2 separate regions of the Mus musculus genome follow, and region 1 is linked to region 2. Evidence: chromatin contacts called from public Micro-C data. All regions are on one chromosome and are shown on one strand. Each heading gives the region's core, a stretch centred on a gene start, on an enhancer-like site or on the middle of the called end of the contact. The rest is flanking DNA. Distances are from core to core; before and after follow the strand shown. Region 1 overlaps Mical3 (microtubule associated monooxygenase, calponin and LIM domain containing 3). Region 2 holds the start of Bcl2l13 (BCL2-like 13 (apoptosis facilitator)).

What was found. A called contact is a pair of places that touch in the nucleus more often than the background predicts.
Region 1: a Micro-C map of the G1E-ER4 cell line shows a contact between it and region 2. The contact joins the enhancer-like site here to the promoter of Bcl2l13 in region 2. A contact is called at or near these places in 1 of 39 promoter capture datasets (neural stem cells), 5 of 484 Hi-C or Micro-C datasets (the G1E-ER4 cell line, embryonic stem cells and nephron progenitors), 2 of 115 datasets of contacts at active chromatin or transcription factors (both in embryonic stem cells) and 1 of 9 other capture datasets (pancreatic islet).

What each region holds. Positions count from the first base shown.
Region 1 is chr6:121,096,030-121,100,965 of GRCm38.p6, forward strand. All of the region lies in intron 1 of Mical3 (microtubule associated monooxygenase, calponin and LIM domain containing 3), which reads right to left. Among named protein-coding and RNA genes, the nearest start is that of Mical3, 33 kb to the right of the region's middle. Within about 2 kb of position 2,717, at least 45 of the 459 cell types and tissues checked have an H3K27ac peak or open chromatin away from gene starts, as enhancers often do. A contact at or near this core is called in the G1E-ER4 cell line and pancreatic islet, where this site is marked.
Region 2 is chr6:120,834,255-120,839,100 of GRCm38.p6, forward strand. Bcl2l13 (BCL2-like 13 (apoptosis facilitator)) reads left to right here and starts at 1,976. Exons shown (of 7, transcript NM_153516.2): 1 at 1,976-2,103. Gm38889 (a long non-coding RNA gene) reads right to left here and starts at 1,940. Exons shown (of 3, transcript XR_869411.3): 1 at 1,850-1,940.

The sequences.
Region 1 (4,936 bases), core at 1,467-3,966, 260 kb after region 2:
GACCTCATGAAGCCTCTACGTTAATAGGAAGAAGTACAGAGAAAGCTCTTTTTACCAAACACCTACGTAGCACAGACTCCTTCCACATTAGGCGCTGAACTTTGTTTTGTGTAGCCCAGGCTGTCCTAGAACTCACCTCTGTAGACCAGGCTGGCCTCAAACTCACAGAGATCTGCCTGCCTCTGCTGCCCAAAGGCATGAGCCACCACGTCCAGCCATGCTAAGATTATTTTTCCCTGCAATACAACAGCCCAGCCTGGTCTTAGCCTCCTGAGTTCAGGCAATCCTCCGGCCTCAGCCTCCTGTAGGAGCCAGGACTAGAGCCTCAAGACCTGGGTTTTAGGGTTTTTAGGTGTTCGGGGTTTGTGGTACCTTAGCAAAGGGGTTTCTGCTAAGGGGTAGGGACCGTGCAGAGGCCCTGACGCAGGCATACCAGGAGCAGATCCAAACAGCCACTGCTGCCTTTGAGGCTGGGATTGCTCGTGACCTTAGACCTGACTCTGTGTCCTTCCTGATGGTCACTGGCTACTTTCATGTTATATTGACTTCCAAAGTGAACTGTAAACTCTGATAACAGAGCCCATGACCTCTACACCTCCCCACCCCACCACCCTAAGTCTCTGCAAAAGTTAAATGTGTGTGGCCTTGTGGATTCCATGGACTCCCGGGTCCCAGGGGAACATGCAGGCTGGCTACAGCAGCTTGGCCAGCCCGAGCAGCTGTACCCCTGCATGAGCGGCGAGCACGGCCCCATCTATGTGGAGGAAGCAGTGAGTGAAGGGCCCTGTGGCTATGTCAGAACACCCCTGCCTGGTTTGACTCTCACATCCGGTGGCCAACACCTTCCCTGACAAATTTTCGAATATAAGACAAAACCACCCAGTGACTTCTGAACTTTCCACCGGGCACCAGACCCCAGAGTTTCTCATCGGGCATGGGATGGGAAGAGAGGGTACAGAAGATGCAGAGGCACCACGTCATCCCCCCCACAGACGGTGGCTGGCCAGCCTCTCAATGCCTGGCAAGGCCTCAAGACTACATCTGACAGGGACTCCAGACTTGGGTTTCACAGGTCCTGGATGGCTTGGCTCTGAAGAGGCAGGTCAGTAATAACGAAGCCGAGAAGGGCCCCGGGGCAAATCTACAAAGGCTCAGAACACTTACAAGGAAGGCAGAGAGTGTTTAGGGAAGTGGAGGGGGTTTGCTCACTCACTGCAGTGGGCCATCCACTTTACACTCAGAGGACACTTCCCTTCCCTTCCGCGTCCCTTACCTGAGCAGAATCACATCCCATGGAGCTGTGCAAGCAACTCAGAAGGAACCACGGACATGCAGCTCAACACCCCATTTCTCCATTCAGTCTTTTTCTCCCCTCTCTGTGTGGCCCTGGCTGTCCTGGAACTAACTAACACTGTCTGTCTGTCTGTCTGTCTGTGTGCGTGTCTGTCTCTCTCTCTCTCTCTCTTTCTGTGTGTGTGTGTAGACCAGGCTGGCCTTGAGCTCAAGAGATCCACCTGCCTCCACCTCCAGAGAACTGGGATTAAAGGCGTGTGCCACCACTGCCCAGCTTGGGTTTGGTCTATCTAAAGTAGCAGAAAGAGAATCATTTTGGCCCAAGTCCAAAATGTTAGGATCCCGCCCCCCACATACTTTATTTCCAAAGCAAATTACTGACACTTACTGATAGTTTCTGCTTCTCAGACAAAGCCTGGAGAGGGCACATCTTAGAGAAGATCATGTTCCATACTGAGATGCAATGAAAGAGAACAGAGAAAACTACGCCAGCTCTCAGGTGCACATAGTTCCCTATGGAGTGGCATCCCGGCGAAGCGGGAAGCGACAGCAGGAGCCATGTGAGAACTCAGCGGTTCTCAACCTGTGTGTCTGTGTGTCGCAACCTCCATGGAGTCGATTATCAGAAATCTACATCATTATTCACGACAGTAGTAAAATTAGTTATGAAGTAGCAGCAAAGATAATTTTATAGCTGGGGGTCACCACTATAAAAGGCCGTGTATTAAAGGGTTGCAGCATTAGGAAGATGGGGAACCACCGCTCAAGTTCAAGACAGTAATAGCAGGTGACCCTCCCTCTAGGCTGCTGCTTGTCATGGCGGGACCAGTGAGTAGTAGGTGGGATACAGGAGAATCAATCCTGCCATTAGGATTGTTAGCATCCACTCCTGTGATGAGCGTCTCTCCGAGGATGGCAGCCATCTAGCAAGAACAGCTACGGGAGGCACAGTAGCGTCAGAAACAATCAGACTACAGTTCCACATCCATGCTAAGTGCCCTAGCGCTCTGTACCGTGGCCAAGGAGCACTGTCTTATCTTTTGATAAATCTGCACTGAGGCATTTTGAATAGAGAGGCACAATGAATGGTAAAGTAACCGGAGCAAACGGGAACAATGAGATCTAATACATACATCTAGATAGCAGGCAGTGGGACTCTCTACTGCTTGCTGCTCTTGTGGCTTCTCCTGACTGGGAAGCGTTGACAAAAGACCCGCCCCCCAAATAACTCCAAGGGCAGCCCCAACCAAGTTACAGCAGGTCCTATTTTGCAGTGCACCTAAAACCAGGGTAGCAAAAGAAGCTGACAGGCAAGGAGGCATGCGCAGGGTGACGTCAGAGAGGCACCTGGCAGCACAGACAGGACTCTGCTCCCCCTGGGCTTTCCCCAGCAGTGGCACATGCTCTTGGCACATGGAAATAGAGCCAGCTTTACCAATTGGGTCCGGAAGCACCTACTCAGCAGCTCCTGCCTTGCCTGGGCTCCTCCCTCTCCTCCCTGCTATCTAATCAGAATCCTCTTTCCAAAGGGTCTCTGGCATCAGGTCCCTTCCTCTTTATCTTCAATGCCAACATCCTGGCCCAGTCCTTTGTCATGTTACATCTGATTCCCCAACCCCCACTCCCTAGACAGGGTTTCTCTGTATAGTCTTGGCTGTCTGGAATTCACTCTATAGACCAGGCTGGCCTTGAACTCAGCGATCGGACTGCCTCTGCCTCCCAAGTGCTGGGATTGAAGGTGTGCGCCACCTCTGCTGGGCTACATCTGAATTATTACCAACTGCTGGGGGTGGACAAACTCCAACCAGTGGCCAAATCCAACCTCCAAGTAAGACGCTTTTTTTAAAATATATTTCAAGGATTGAGGGAAACCCAGACAAGACTCATTCTATAATTGATGAAAGTTACATAAAAATTCCTATTTCATAAATTACAGCGTCAATGGCCTATAGCCATGCCCACCGGCTCTGCATTATCTCCAACACCTTTCACAATATTCCTGAAAGGCTGTCTCTGGGTATGGGTGTGGGAGTGGGGGACTCCCAGTGACATGCAGTCCTGCCCCAGCTGCATGTGGTGGGAAATCACCTCAGTACAGAAGCAGAAGGTTGACAGGGGTGGGGGCTTTACTGAGACAGCTTTTGAGAGGCCATTACCCACACTGAAATGGAACTATATAGTGATGCCACTGTTTTGAGATGACCCATATTCCTATAGTAAACCCAGTGTACTCCCAAGACGACACAGAGAGCTTTCTTGAGTGGGTCGTTGCCTCTCTATCTGGAGACAGTCAGAGTCTGTCAGACAGTGTCACAAAGACAGAGTGGAGGAGCTGCACCAGAGAGCACCCAGCTCCCAGAAATGAGAATGCTCCCTTCAGAAAGTGACTCCTTCCACAACAATCTTGCTCTCCCATCTCTCCCCCTTTACCTGACTTTCAACATGATTTCCACGCTGTTACTCAGGGCGAATCCCACCTCCATAAACTGTCTATAGAGTGCGATGAGGCAAACCCAGGCCCTGGGGACAGACGGGCTCCGTGTGCTTGCTCATGGCTGCTCTCATCTTTTAGAAAGCTCTTCTCAGCTGGCCACTAGCCTGCCTTTCAAGGCTCTGGGAAGAACTCCTGGCTCCCTTTCCTCAGCTCCTATGGCACCTACATTTACACTCGCTCATCACGGCTCTTGCTCTTACCACACTGCAAGGGAGTCATCTATTTGTGTGTCTGTCTCCCTGGCTACACCAAGATTCCACAGGGAGAGAAACGCATCTTACTCACCTCCAAGCACCCAGGCAGAGCCTACCACAGTGGTTCAGACTCACTGGTACTGAGCTCAGCAACCAGCGAGGAGGGCTGCCCCCCTCACTGCCTATAATGTCCTGGGCTCGCTCTCAACTCTAAGCCACTGCTTTGCATCGCATACCCTCTTCTCTGTGTCGCCCATACATTCTTGGCAATGTGGCCTTACGCTGGAGCCTGGTCAACCTACCAGAGGCAACACTCTTAACTGTCCTTCTTCCCAGGAGCTATCACATCCAATGGCTCCTGAGCTAGGGGTGGGATTTCACATCCACCTCCCCTTGCTATGCCGGGACTTGGTCTGGCTTGAGCTCCCATGGAGCGTGTGCGTGTGCGCGTGCTGTCACAGCTGCTGTGGGTCTGGAAGGGCTGCTGCCCTGCTGTGTCTGCAGGACAGTATTCCTTGTATTTGTTCACAGCCTCTCTGGCTCTTACACTCTTTCTGCCCCTTCTCCAGCAATGATCCCTGAGCCCTGGGAGAAGATGGTGCAGTACAGATGTTCTTGATGGGAGATGGGGGTGGGGGGTCATGGTTGGGTGGAAAGGGAAGGGGATAGGGATATGGGAAGAGTTGAGGTGGGGTGATTATGGTCAAAACAGTGTGCAAAATTCTCAAAAAAAAAGTATGAAAAAAAGCTGAAATTACTAAGTGAGCAAACACTTCTATAAAGAAGACTGAAGGTTTAAAAGGGAGGTGGGTACTCTCTTCTCACCTAAATACTCCTCTCAATGACCTAGGATGCATAGGAATCACACCTTTGTAGGCTAGGGGTCAGTGTAGACCAGGTTCAAGGCGGAGGCATCTCTCTTTTATGTCCTGAGTGTCCTAAGGTGGATGCTGGT
Region 2 (4,846 bases), core at 726-3,225:
AGGCTGGTTTAAAACTTCGTATGTAGTTGCAGATGGTCTGAACTTGTGATGCCCCTGCCTACTTCCAAGTCCTGCTCTTTCTAAGGACTTGGGTTTGGTTTTCAGCACCCACATGACAGCTCATAAACATGGGTAACTCCAGTTCCAGGGGATCTAACTCCTTCTTCTGACCTTATTTGAAACTAGGCACCCACATGGTGCACAGATGTACATGTAAACAAAACGCTCATATACATAAAATAAAAAAAGGAAGCGTTCAAAAGGGTTAGGATCATAGTTTGTAGATTGGTGTGCCCTGAATGATATCCCCAGCAACACACAGGCATACTAGCTTATACCCGAGGCCTCAGCACTCAGGAGGCAGAGGCAGGATGAGATTCCAGGTCATTCTAGGATAAAGAGCAAGTTTGAGGTCAGTATGGAACACTGTCCCAAAAAACCAAGAGCATATAATTAAGTGAAATTCAAGATATTTGTAATTGTGCCACCATTATCATTGTGAATTTTAAACATTTCTATTACCTCCTAAACTTAGCTACTGGTCATCACTTCCTTTCAGTTTGTATTGATTGTTTTGCTTTGAAATGTGTGTGTATGGGAGGTGGGGTTAGGCAGTGTGGTCAGAGAAATCTACTTGCTAGCGATGGTTTTCTTCTTCTACCATGTGTGTTCCAGAGATCCAGCTCAGATCATTAGGCTTACAGTAAGCACTTTTGCAACCTGAGCCATATCAATGGTCCCCAGTCAGTTTTGTAATCAATCTTTTATTATTTTTTTTAAAGATAAGATTCACTATGTAGCCAGACTCCAATTTATCCTCCTGCTTCAGCCTTCAGAGTGTTGGGATTACCAGCCTGTACAAGCAACTGGACACATTTATCATTTCTGATCTGACTGATTGCAACCGCCTTCAACCGCCTTCTAACTCCTAATCTTCTGTGCTGTTTGTGTTACTTTGTCACTTCATTTCAGTAACACAGGCTGAAACTCAAGCTGGCTAATGCAGGGTGTTTATCTTGCCTAGATATCTTGACCTTTTTACACGATCTAAAAAGCTCTTGCTGAACAACTAGATAATCGGGTTATACACAGCCTTCATGGTTTAAGTAAATCTATTTTTCTTTTTCTTTTTTTTTAAGATTTATTCATTATTATATGTAACCACATTGTCACTGTCTTCAGACACACCAGAAGAGGGTATCAGTTCTCATTACAGATGGTCGTGAACCTACCATGTGGTTTCTGGGATTTGAACTCAGGACCTCTGGAAGAGCAGTCAGTGCTCTTAACCACTGAGCCAACTCTCCAGCCCCAATCTATTTCTTTTTCTTTCTGGTTGATAAGCATTCAGTTTATCTTGGACCACAGGTTGGACATGCTTTTGTAGAGTCAAGAAACAAACATAAGAAACTATAGTCCAGGCAGCTTGCCAGGCAGTGCGAGTAAAAAATGGATTACTACTATAAGACTCTTTTTATCACCATGGTGCCCGGATCCTGAGTTGTCTCAACCTAGTCATTCCACCCTGCCTTTAAATTGCTTTCCTAACTTTCAGGACAATCTCCTGGCAGCCCTAGGAAGTGCAGTCTTGACCAGTAACCTGAGGGCTTTAGTACTCCAGGAACGCAAAAGTCTGCAGAACTCTGCTTCTGCTATGCCACCAGCTTCTTGTCCCACACAGGGGTGAGCAGGCGTGCGGTGGTGTCTACCTCATCACCCTTCGCCCTAACTAGCACCGGAAATGACTGGGTGAAGATACTTATGAAGTCCAGAATCGAGGATTTAAGCGGCTCCTGGAAAGAGAGGCACAGGACAGCTTCGTACACAGGTCACGCCTGCGCAAACTGACCAGCAGGTGTCAGTGACCCTGCTTCGTTTCCAGTTGACCGAGCCGCTGGCTTCCGGCTTGGCATTACGCCCGGGCCCCGCCCCTACGCCGCCGTGACGTAGGCGCGCCAGGGTGACCTCACCGTCCAACATGGCGGCGGCGGTAGATTAGGTTCGCGGGTCGAAGCAGCCACTGTCGCTCCTGCACCCCGTGGGAAGCCCCTGCTGCCGCCGCCGCCGTCTCCTTCGTCCCTTGTGGGGCAGGGCTGGAGCCAGGTGAGGGGAGTGGGATTCTGGGGCGGCCCTGGTGGCTGGTGGAGCGGTTTCCATCCGCTGAGGAAGGGGTCTTGGAGACCACCGAGCTGACCACGGTGCTGCCCAGGGCGCGGGAGAGACCGGGCCTGAGGGAGGAGGACCGTGCTGCTCCGCCGCGGCGTCTCGGAACTTCTGAGGGGCTGTTTGGGGTGAATCCGACCTGTCCAGTGCGCCCCCACGCCGGGCGGCTTTTGAACCGGCTGTGTGGCTGCCTGAGGCTCTGGAACTCACCCTTGCTCTACATTCTGTTCTTCACCCAGATCTCGGCTTTGGGAAGCAGGGTCTGTTTTGGGGGGCAGACTAGGAAGCGTGAATTCTCGCTTGGAGGAGGGAAGCGTGTGCCATTCACTTAGACCGATTATAGATTAGCTTCGCTAGTGGTGTCCTGTCACAGTGTGAAGGCTTGTTTCTCAGTCTCAGCGCTGGCTGCGTTTTGACACCCATTCACGGTCCCACGCCACCCCCCCCCACCCCCAAGACAAAACAAAACAGACTAGGTCTTCTTACCACACGAAGGCGATGCCTTTCACAGTGATTCGGGGTTTTTTGTTTTTCTCTTTTTAAAATCCCTCCTCACATTTTCGCGGCATCCTGCATTTCTTGCCTTTACATTATAGTCCTGTGAAGGAGGTAGCCTAGGCTAAGTTGAGGATTTTACTTAGGGGTAAAAATTGAAGCGATCTGCCCAGAAATTCACATGCTTTTGACTGATAGTTCGGCTAAACAGTTCGCCATTCCCACACACAAGTGTTTATCTAAGAGGTCTGTTTTACTCTGTGTTTAAAAGTTTTGAACCATGCTGACAGGCCCCTCTGTCTGATATTTAAAAAAAAAGTTTTTGCAAAATTTCCAATATTCCCCTTGGAGGCTTGGTATAAACCAGACTGTTGATGCTCTCTGCCCTAACTTGTGTGACCTTAGATGTATTGCCACACCCTTGAAATACCTTTCTTCCATTTTGTTTTAACACATAAAGAGTTAGGCAAGTGTGTGGGTAGTGAATCACTTACATTTCACATACACAGTTGGATAAATGTGTCCTGGATGATTATAACAGCGAATTGAAAACATTTATACAGTTTTTCTACAAAGTCTCTTGGCTCTGGATGATCAGGCACTATTCTAAACTATTTTTTTTTTTTTTAGTCCTTAAAATAACATTTGTTTTGTTTTGGTTTTTGAACTGTATCCTAAATTGGCCTTGAACTCAAATCCTGCCTTTTCTGTTTTGTTGTTGTTGTTGTTGTTGTTTTTTGTTTTTTTGTGGAGACAGGGTTTCTCTGTCCTGGAACTCACTTTGTAGGCCAGGCTGGCCTCGAACTCAGAAATCCGCCTGCCTTTGCCTCCCAAGTGCTGGGATTAAAGGCATGTGCCACCACTGCCTGGTAGATCCTACCTTTTCTTCCTCCCCTGAATGGAGATCCAGGAGTACCCAGCCATGACTGTCACTTTAAAATGTTAAATTTTACTATTATTGTGGGTGTAATTGTTTGTTTGGATACACATGTGTGTAGGGCGTTAGGCAACTTTGTTTCATTTGGGGGGAGGCGGGGCACAGGGTCTCTGTGTAGTCCTGGTTGTCCTAGAGTTTCCTATGTGGACCAGGATTGTCTCAAACTCATAGCTGTCCACCTGACTCTTCCTTTGAGGGCCTGTGTCACCATGCATGGCCAGAGGGCAACTTTGGGAGTCAGTTTTTTCTTTCCATCTTTACATGGGCTCTAGGATTAAACTCAAGCTGCTTTCACCCACTGAAGCATTTTTTTTAAAGATTTATTTATTATTATATCTAAGTACACTGTAGGTGACTTCAGACACACCAGAAGAGGGCATCAGATCTCATTATGGATGGTTGTGAGCCACCATGTGGTTGCTGGGATTTGAACTCAGGACCTTTGCAAGAGCAGTTGGTGCTCTTAACCACTGAGCCGTCTAGGTTAGCCTTGAGCCTACAGTCAGCCTCCCTAATGCTAGGATTCCAGAGGGGAACTACCACATCTATCTGAAATGACCTGTGTCTATGTTCAGGGGTGTACCCTGGAAATTGAATTTAGCCAAATAACATGAAAGGTTAAATCTACCCATCTTTTAACTTTTTTTTTTTTTTTTTTTTTGGTTTTTCGAGACAGGGTTTCTCTGTGTAGCCCTGGCTGTCCTGGAACTCACTTTGTAGACCAGGCTGGCCCTGAACTCAGAAATCCGCCTGCCTCTGCCTCCCAAGTGCTGGGATTAAAGGCGTGCGCCACCACGCCCGGCTTAACATATTTTTACTTGGCAAATGTATACAGTTATATAGTATATTTTTGTCATTTTTACCCCTGCTTCCCCGTTAACCTCTCCCATTATCTCATTGTCTTCACCTTCAATTTGTAAAAGGAAATGGTGAAGCTGCGCACTCTGTAGATCTAACATAGGGGAGGCTGGGTAAGATGGCAGGGAGATCATCTGGGCTAGAGGGGAGACTTTGTCTTAACTTTGGGGGCGGGGCTGGAGAGATGGCTATGAGCATGTACTGCTCTTCCTGAGGGTCTGAGTGTGATTCCCTGCACCCATATGAGACAGCTAACCGCTAACCCCAGCTCCAGGAGCTCTCATACCTCTGTGGGCACTGCATTGTGTGCGCATACCCACCCACACGTAATTAATAGAAAGTTTTAAAAAGTAAATCATGTCTTGAACCTTTAAGAAGAAAAAGAAAAAGAAC